Linked DNA regions of Bombyx mori: region 2 is linked to region 1. Evidence: chromatin contacts called from public Hi-C data. All regions are on one chromosome and are shown on one strand. Each heading gives the region's core, a stretch centred on a gene start, on an enhancer-like site or on the middle of the called end of the contact. The rest is flanking DNA. Distances are from core to core; before and after follow the strand shown. Region 1 holds the start of LOC101742952. Region 2 holds the start of LOC101737923 (UBA-like domain-containing protein 1).

Region 1 (5,015 bases), core at 1,181-3,680:
CCGGAATCAAGGATACATATTTCACCAAATCTCTGATCAATTTGAACAGAGACATACTTAAAGCTATGGACTATTTCCCTGTTTATGACTTTCTCTTGACTTTTTATAGTTTTTCTTTGTTTACTCGGTTTCTCCGTTTTAACAATTTCTCTTTTTCTCTTATTCAAAGCAAGGGACAATTTGGTATTTAGTTTTTCTTTAATTGACAAACAATCATCTTTATTTATTTGTTTTGGAATGACATTTTGATCTTCTAAGAATGGTTCAGAGACAGAGTTTTTGCTTTCTGCATCATTATTTGGTTGCGTCTCAGTTTCAGTGTGTTGCAGCATTGAATGGCTTGTTGTAACTTGTATAACACTTCCCTCAACGTCACTAAGTCTCCGAGGGCTCATACACGAACTTGAGTAAGAGCTAGATGAGTGTCGGCGATAAATAATGGAATCGTCAGCACTGTGTGCTTCAAAATCTTCATTCATTGAAGGAGATTTGACTGAACTGCCGATTGAACTCCTATATTTGCCACCTAATATCTTCTTGGCTTCACCTACTTCTCCTTTCAATTCTTTTTTTCTTTCTCTAAACTTCATTTCCTTAGAGTCAGGAGTAGTACTCTGTATTTTCTTAATGAATTCTGCTTTTGTTTTCATGTTTTTTTTGCCTTTAGGTGCTTCAGGAGTCAGTTGATAAATCATGTTAACTGCACCTTCATCCATTAATAATTTATCAACTTCTGACAGCCTCTTACATTGTTTGCTATTTTTAGAAGATGGCTTTTTCCATTGCATTTTAGAAACTGGAGATTTAGACTTTGGTCTAGAGTATACAATATCCATTTTCGGTTTTTTAACAACAATTTGATCTTTATCAGCTGACAATTCTTTGTTTTTAGATAATGATTTAACTTTTGTAAATGTGTCTGGATTGTCAGGATCAAAAATAACTTTTTTCTTAATGATTCTGCTTAGTCTACGTTGAGGTTGTGCAGAATTTTCATCACCACTCTTGCTGGGATTAAGATTTGTGGTCTCTTCAGCAGAATCAACTGATGTTCGTAACACAGTTTGGTTTTGTTTGGTTTCCTCTTCCTCAATGACTACAATATCTTGGGGCTCCACATCTAAACTTTGATTCTCTTTTATTATTTGATTTAACTGTTCACCTTCGGGTGGTTCTTCATCATCCCAATCTTTAACAAGGGCTTTGACTATACTGTATTCTTTTTTTACCTCTGGTTCTTTTTTAGCAACTATTTCTTTGCGTTCACTCTTGCACCTGATTGATACTTTCACATTACTTTTAGTTTTTTTTTGCTTCTTAAGACGTGACAGTTGTTGAAGGGCTTTTTCTGTTTCAGTCAATTTATCTACACTGACACGAGTGATGACAGGTTTACATTCTTCAGCATCATTACCCTTCAAAATATCCAATAACTCTTTTTTATTATATACTTCTTCTACAGGTGTAGTATTATTATTGACTCCATTTCCAGTAATGTCAGTTGAGCGTAATGCTTCACTAAATTCAATATTTTGATCTAATTCATTCAAAAGGTCAGGTGTTCCCTGTCTTAATTTAACAATTTCATCAATCTTAGATTCATTTGAATCATTTACATTTTCTTCAACTAGGATCTCAGTCTCAAAAGCGACCCTGTCAGAGCCTATATCTACCACACTCTCCAGTTCAACTGTGCTCTCTACTTCTTGATCCAGTACTTCAGAAAGTGACTTTTCAACATTATTTTCATTGGAATCTGTATCTGTAGGAATAGCAGCAGCTACTACTGGTGCAGGATCACATTCGCATGGTATTATGTCTGAAGCACTTGTGTCATTGATGACTGATTCTGAATTGCCAGGCTCTGGAATGACTTCATCTTGATTATTTTCACATTGAACTTCAATGTCTGGGTTAATCACAGCGATTTCTAAAACCTCTGCAGGAACTGAACAATCTACAGCGGACTCGTCGGTCTCAGCGACGCCGTTCGTTTTCTGACACACATTAGATCCTCCCGAAGTTTGGACGATCTCTTCTCTATCTGTATTAGTGTTTTTAATCTTTTCGTTATCTTCTACAGTAGAACACACAGAGTTTTCCACGACATCCATTTCGCAGTTGGAGATAGCCCGAAATACTATTGAAAAGTTTATATTTGCGCTACGTTAGATGGTAACCTCCATAAAATTAAATGGTAATTGATGAAGTTTACGGTTTAGGCTTTACGATTTAAGTAATCTGTCATAACTATTTATCATTTTGACTTTTAAGAAAATAACATTGGTTTATAAGTGTCTAACTTAAATATATTCAGTCGCACCAAGTCAAGTACGCGTCGTTTATCTACTTTAACTTGTCTATTTCGTCCATTGAAAAACATAAAAAGTGGAGACAGATAAAACAAAATAGATTTTTATGGGATTTTATGACCTGGTAACTAAGACCATTAAGTCATGTCTTATTTTAATTTCAGTAAATGTCCACCATGTGGCGTTTTATTATGCGTAAGCCGGAACGCACGAGATGTGGGAAAAAGGATATAGTCTGTGACACGAGGCCTTTTTACCGCCAAAACCATTTTACTGAGATTATATTTCATCCCATATCATTTCATCTCATTTAATTTCATTTCATGCCATGTTTCATATTAATTAAATTAATCAACTTTTTTTCATAATATAATTTTTCATATAAAATGCATTATATATAAAAGAATAGGCTGTATGGATCTAATTTTAGGTGGACTTTTAGGTGGATTATTTTGGGTGGACCAACTCAAGGAGGCTACTGGAGGCCAGATACAAGGAGCGGTACATATGACGCAGAACCGGACCTAGTGGAGAAGATTGACATACAGTTACGATCCTCAGCATTGAGGGAACGACCAGAAAGAGACTTTATGGTATTATACCTTTGCCTTCTCAGTTGGAAAAATAAAACTACTACTAGGTACCGTAAAATGGGGTAAATAGGGACAAAATCGAACTTCAGATTGAATTTTAACATAGTTCCAATTAAATAGTCACTGCTCAACCAAAGAAATAAGTTGAGTCTTGAACGTACCTAGGTGATAAAAACCGTTAGCGGGGGACCTCAATGCTAAATGCACAGCGTGGGGCTCCCCCCGCACGGACTCGCGTGGCGAGTTCCTGTCGGAGTGGGCCTTCGCGACCGGCCTCTGTCTTCTAAACAGAGGTTCGGTCGCGACCTGCGTGCGGTGGAACGGGGAATCACACGTGGACGTGTCGTTCGCGTCTCCGTCCGCCGCGCGCCGTGTCCGTGGCTGGCGTGTCCTCGAGGGGGCGGAGACGCTCTCGGACCATCGGTTTGTCCGATTCGAGCTCTCCGTTTCCACCTCGTTGAACGCGCCGGCCGAAGACGCCCGCGGCGAGGAGGAGCTCCCGCGTAGTACCCCCCGATTATTCCCGCGATGGGCACTGAAGCGCCTGAATAAGGTGCTCGCGGTGGAGGCGGCCACTGTGGCCGCGTGGGCGCCGATGCCCGCGCGTCTAGTGGACGTGGAGTTGGAGGCCGACTGGTTCCGGGGTACGATGCGTCGCGTCTGCGATGCTGCGATGCCCCGGGTCAGCGGTCGCGCTTCACGTGGCGGTGCGTATTGGTGGACGCCCGCGATCGCACTCCTCAGAGAGGAGTGCGTGCGGGCACGCCGCCGAAGCGCCCGCCACCGCCGTCGCCGTCTTCGCGATACAGATTTCGCGGAGGTGGCGGCCCGCCTGCATGCCGACTGCCGTGAGAAGCAGGAGGCTCTGCGGCGGGCCATCGGCGAGGCCAAGTCTCAGAGCATGAAGACGCTCCTGGAGACGCTCGATCAGGATCCCTGGGGGCGCCCGTACCAGACGGTACGCAAGAAATTGCGACCGTGGACGCTCCCGGTGACGGAGCGTCTCCAGCCTCAGCAGCTGCGGGATATTGTCTCCGGGCTGTTCCCGCGGATGGAGAGGGACTTCGAGCCCCCCTTCATGGGCGTGCCGCCACGCAATGACGTGGGCGGTGATGCCCCTGCTGAGGTGGTCCCTCCGAGCATCTCGGAGGAGGAGATTCGTGCGGCCGTGTCGAGGATGCGGAGGAAAGACGCGGCCCCCGGCCCTGACGGTGTTCACGGTCGGGTTTGGGATTTGGCCTTCGGTGCCCTTGGGGACCGGCTCGTGCGGCTCTTTGAAGCCTGCCTCGAGTCGGGATGGTTTCCAAAGCAGTGGAAGACGGGCAGACTTGTTCTGCTGAGGAAGGAGGGACGCCCTGCGGACTCACCTGCGGGGTATCGTCCCATCGTGTTGCTGGACGAGGCGGGAAAACTGCTCGAGCGGGTGGTGGCCGCCCGCATCGTCCAGCATCTGACGGGGGTGGGTCCCGATCTGTCAGCGGAGCAGTTTGGATTCAGGGAGGGCCGCTCGACCATCGACGCGGTGATGCGCGTGCGTGCCCTCTCTGATGAGGCTGTCGGCCGGGGCGGGGTTGCACTGGCGGTGTCTCTTGACATCGCCAACGCGTTCAACACCTTGCCCTGGTCGGTGATCGCAGGGGCGCTGGAGTATCACGGCGTCCCTGCGTATCTCCGTCGGCTGATCGGGTCCTACCTCGAGGACAGGTCGGTCGTGTGCACCGGGCACGGTGGGGCGGTGCTCCGCTTCCCCGTCCAGCGCGGTGTTCCACAGGGGTCGGTCCTTGGCCCTCTCTTGTGGAACATCGGCTACGACTGGGTCTTGCGTGGCGCCCTAAGCACTCCTCTCCCGGGTCTGAGCGTAGTTTGCTACGCGGACGACACTTTGGTCGTGGCCCGGGGGAGGGACTTGCGAGAGTCTGCCCGTCTTTCCTGCGCGGGGGTGGCCTTCGTCATCGGCAGGATCCGAAGGCTGGGTCTGGAGGTGGCGCTCGATAAATCCCAGGCCCTGTTGTTTCACGGGGCCCGGAGAGCGCCGCCTCAGGGGGCCCACCTCGTGATCGGAGGCGTTCGCGTCGAGATCGAGGCGACCGGGTTGCGGTACCTCGGTCTC
Region 2 (5,015 bases), core at 1,752-4,251, 620 kb before region 1:
ATAAGAAGTAACTTAGGCTACTTTTTTTGGACTAGTTTCGCCCCGCGGCGTCACCCGCAGTTATTGTCGTACCGCGCGCAACTTGGTGGGCTTCGCCTATCAATAATAAAATTTAATGTTTCCGAAGCAAAGCGAGGGCGGGTCGCTAGTCTGACATAAAATTTATATTTTCCTAGATAAGGCCTTTTAATTATTTAAGCTAGAAGCTTTCTTTTGGAATTTAATTTATTATTACTAAAATGAATATTTTTTCCTTATCATGGCTGCCTACTGCTGAAACCTATGCTAGCAAAAGCAATATTAAAAATTTATTTCACAATAAATTCAATTATCGGTCAAATGTTGATATTGATTTTAACACAAACTTATTTTAACTTATGGCAATTTTAACATAGTTCAGAATTCATAATTTTTATTACTAATATATTTGGTACTAATATAGGAAGCATTTCCTTTTTTTGTTAAAACCTAATGCTACATCATTTAACAATACAGAAGATAAATGAATTCACTGTAGATATAAATGTATACACATACCTGAATAGAGCAAGTCCTAAATATGCAAAAACACATGTTTCCGCGATGAATGCAAGAGTTCTCATTGTTTGTTGCATTGTAACTTGAGTAATTGTGGATAAATTAAAATGAGTGTAATGAGACATCACAATACCACAAAACAGTATAGCCATAATCCCTGAAAACAAAATCCTGTTACTGAAAAATATGAGTTACAACTCTGTTTAAAATTAAAGAACTGAATTTAACTCATACCTGACAAGTGAATGCCTTCAGCTAACACATAAGGAGCATATGTGAATACCAACATCATTCCAAACTCAAGAGATGGATTCTTTCTGAGATCAACATGTTTCAAGAGTAAGGCACTCACAAGTGCAAAAAGTACACCAATGCCAGCTGATGCAAAGAACATTAACCAAAATCGATTAATTGCAGAGAGAATTGCCTCTCCTGTAGACATGAAAGGGTCATTGGAATCCAGAACGGCTGTTGTCAACACAATAGCCACAGCATCATTTAATATACTCTCCCCAAATACCAACATGTTGAGAACTGGGTCAACATCTAGAGCGTGAAATATAGCCACAGTGGCGACTGGATCCACAGCAGATATCAGGGATCCAAAAGCAAATGACTCAACAAAGCTAAGTTTATATACAACCTGAGCCAAACCCAATAAGTAGATACCAGCTCCAATTACAAATGCTGATATTGCAGTTCCTACGATAGCAAATAACAATATTGAACCAATATTTTGAAAAAAGTTGCCTTTGTGGAGATTATAACCCGATTCAAATATGATGGGTGGTAGCAACACTAAAAAGAAAGCTGTTGGTGAAAATGCTTCTTCCTTTCTCCAATTGGCAATATTTTTTATCGACATAAGATTTATTATCATTCCAATGAGAGCACCAAGAAATACTATAACCACACTTTCAGGGAGATAAGAAAATCCTGTTTGTAACATTAAATGTATTAACAGTATACCTAAGGCCAAAATACAGAGTACGAAAAATATTGCCATTGAGCTATTATGTTCATCTTCAGCTGAGCTTTTTTCTGGAAGAGGAGCAGCGTCTGATGGATTAACAGAGGCATTGGGTGTCGCAGCCGAAGCATTAACTTGAACTACTGCCAGTATTGAAGAATTTGATGGTCCTATTTCGTAAACTATATTCGATTTTTCGGTTGAACTTGGAGTTGTTGAATCGACTGTTTGATTAACATTCATACTTATTTCACTAGTACTAGAAAGGTTCCGCTCACTAAGCCTTTTTGGCCTTGATAAAATCTCGTAATAGTTATTGCTCTTGTCCACAAGAATTGAATAATTTTTACTTTCACTGTTTTTGTTTGGAGTATTTGTTTCAACACTTGCAACCACAGAGGCACTTAATAACGTTATTATTCCTGCACACCAATACATTTTTTTCGTAATGAATAACATGATATATGGCATTAGTTTTTCGATGAAAATAAAAGCACTATTTGCACTAAATACATTAGTCAGTAAGTAAGTAGATTTATAATTTTAAACTTCTTTAATGTACTATCAAAATATTGTTGTTTAATTAAATGCTGTGTTAAATTGTTTTTTGTATGTAGACGGTATTGAATTTTATTATTACCTCGCCGAGGTTTACAACAATTTATAGACTATAGACATTAACGGGTTTTAAATATTTCTGCACTGTCAACTGTCACTTAAACCATAGATAATAAAATACACCTAATAAAAAATGGACGATTAAATAATGTAATAGCTATTAATTTACTAGGTGTACTGTGACACTGTTGTAGCCCAGAATCACAAATTGGGGGAAATTGGCAAGCTATTTTCCAAGCGTATTCTATCTAAATCACAATATTAAACTCGTATTTTAAAAAACTATATGTGTATTCATTGTACTGCCCCACTACCACTTCGACTTCTATAATTCTGGCAAACCTTGGAAGAGGTCAATGTCTCGCAGTGGACGTCCGTGGACTAAAGATAATGATGATGATAATATTTGGGGGTACCTATGGGAGGACCACGTCCATGTTCATATAGTTACAACATATTATGATTTAAATATTGGGAGCGCCGGAGTATAAACGTGATTTAATTTTTGCGGGTGTTTTGACTCTACCACAGATCACAACACTGTGTGTAATACTGGTTGTAGCAAAACTTAAAAGGCGCCACATATCAATAAATTTAAATGTTTATAGGGAAAACCAAAAATTGTAAGGCGAAAGTTATATACCTGGGCTGTCAATGTAGATTTGATAAGTAAAGTTGTATTTCTTCAAAATTTTTAATATTTTCATGTTACAACAAAGATTTTTCTAAAAGGTGAAATAAATAGTTTCAATTTTCAAACGCCAAAAATCCCAAATTTGAGACTAAGCCCCAGTAAACATAGCATAAATTCATACTGCTGTTTAACTGACTAAAGTCATAAAAAAAATACTGACAAATGTATACTAAAATAATCTACAATACGTTCACTTCTTATATTTTATAAGTCAATGTTACCCTTTCAAAATTCAAAACCACATAAATTTCTTTAAAAAATACAGTGAAAAGTTGATCAATTTAAGTGTAATCGATGAAAAAACGGCTCCGATAAATTTTTCATATAGACAAAGTGTTTAAGAATGCAGGCTAAAAGACTAGAATCCAGGCCATGAAATTCTTATAAAATAATGCTTACTGGCACAAACTGCATGGAAAACAACGGATTAAGCAACCAAATCAAACTGTACATTGAAAGTTGGTAAACTTTTGCTTGTATCTCTTTCGCTCTTAAGAAAATTTTAATGGGCCTGACAAAGAGCTGATCGTAGTCATAATTTTTTTTTATAATTCAGTTTATTTGTTATTTCTTGATCGAGCAGACCGGACAGACTTTATATTTTTAGTTCACAAAAACTAAAATGGATTCAACTTTAAGAGAGCAAGTAATGATAAATCAATTTGTATTGGCCGCAGGCTGTGCTCAAGAACAAGCTAAACAATTGTTACAAGCGGCTCACTGGCAATTTGAGGTGAATATTATATTTATGTAAACAAACAGTATGTACATGAAATGGCTGCTCCACTATTTTGATTTATAAAATAGCCTTCAAAGTTTACCATAGGTTTTCTCTGTGTGATCGTTTCAGTTAATATCTATTATATTGCGTAATTTTCTAACTTATTGAGTTATATAGTTAAATGATAAATACTTTGTTATTAAGTAATAAATAACGATAATCACATGGCAGTCTTATTGTACATCATCTAAGTTTGTCTATTTTTTCATTTTGACATGTTGATATTGATGAAGTTACACGCAATTGCTAAGGTGTTACATTACATTGTCTGCGCTATTTATTTAAAAAATATTATACATAAATTTGAAATTGATTAAAATGTTTCAATAGGATAATTTAATTTCGCAAGAGACATAAAATATGGCTTAATTTTGAAACTAAACGTAAAAATAATCAATGTATATAAAAAATTTCATGACTAGTTCTGTTTGGTGTTTTACATGCAAATTAGGTTTTAGTTGAATAGTTAGCATAATTATGTTTGAATTCTAAATATTTTGTTATCATTACAGTGAAGTATGATCAGCATTCATTAGACGTACATTCTACATTGCAGCTTCTCTTCTCATATAGATTAGAAATGTCACATTTTACAGAAGTACACATGTAGTCTGATAACCAGAGCCCATAGACATAATTGCTTCACAACAAATGATAGTAAGGATGGTGAAAACCATGCTTACAGTCTTACAATTCACGCCAGCAGATGAAAGTGACATACAGTAAGACCCAGCTTAATGCAGAGTTACGTTTTCCACCAAACTAGAGCATAATATGAAACAGTGTTAAACAAGGTTGTCTCATATAAATAATGGGCTCAGTGGAAGATGGGTAGAAAATTGGTTAGGTATTTTAAATTTTTTAATTATGTTTATCATAACAATAAAATTTATTTCATATAAATATAGAAACATAATAAATGAATATACACAATCACATATACATACATACATAAATATACACATAAAATAGTTTATACAGTTTTATAAGGAATAATATATTTTACTAAGAATATATTTAAAGGAATACTTTATTTTCATGTTTTTTATTATCACTAATGATAAAAGCTAAAAATCATAATTTTTGCCACTATATCAATCATTATATTATCTATATATTAACACGTGAAGCAAAAACTTTGTATCCCTTTTTACGAAAATTGCGCGAACGGAGGAGTATGAAATTTTCCACACTTATAGAGAATATAGAGAATAAGTGCACAATGCTAATATTTTTTTAAAATAATGACATTACACACACTACATACCATGTATTTGACGCACACACGCATGCATACTATTTATTGTCAAACTTTTGTTCTTGACGTCTGTGGTCAAATTGAGAATAGATTAAATATTGTTTGTCTTTGTTAATATTTTTTATAGTGTAGTCTTGGCGAAATTTGTGATTATACA

What was found. A called contact is a pair of places that touch in the nucleus more often than the background predicts.
Region 2: a Hi-C map of posterior silk gland shows a contact between it and region 1, with 2.2 times the contacts expected there. The contact joins the promoter of LOC101737923 here to the promoter of LOC101742952 in region 1. A contact is called at or near these places in 2 of 7 Hi-C or Micro-C datasets (middle silk gland and posterior silk gland).

The regions. Positions count from the first base shown.
Region 1 is chr11:11,778,556-11,783,570 of ASM3026992v2, reverse strand. It overlaps LOC101742952, which reads right to left and starts at 2,430. Exons shown (of 5, transcript XM_012694959.4): 1 at 1-2,430. The coding sequence starts at 2,114.
Region 2 is chr11:12,395,585-12,400,599 of ASM3026992v2, reverse strand. LOC101737923 (UBA-like domain-containing protein 1) reads left to right here and starts at 3,001. Exons shown (of 4, transcript XM_004931422.5): 1 at 3,001-3,552. The coding sequence starts at 3,442. It overlaps LOC101737790 (sodium/hydrogen exchanger 8), which reads right to left. Exons shown (of 7, transcript XM_062671186.1): 2 at 538-694. The coding sequence starts at 689.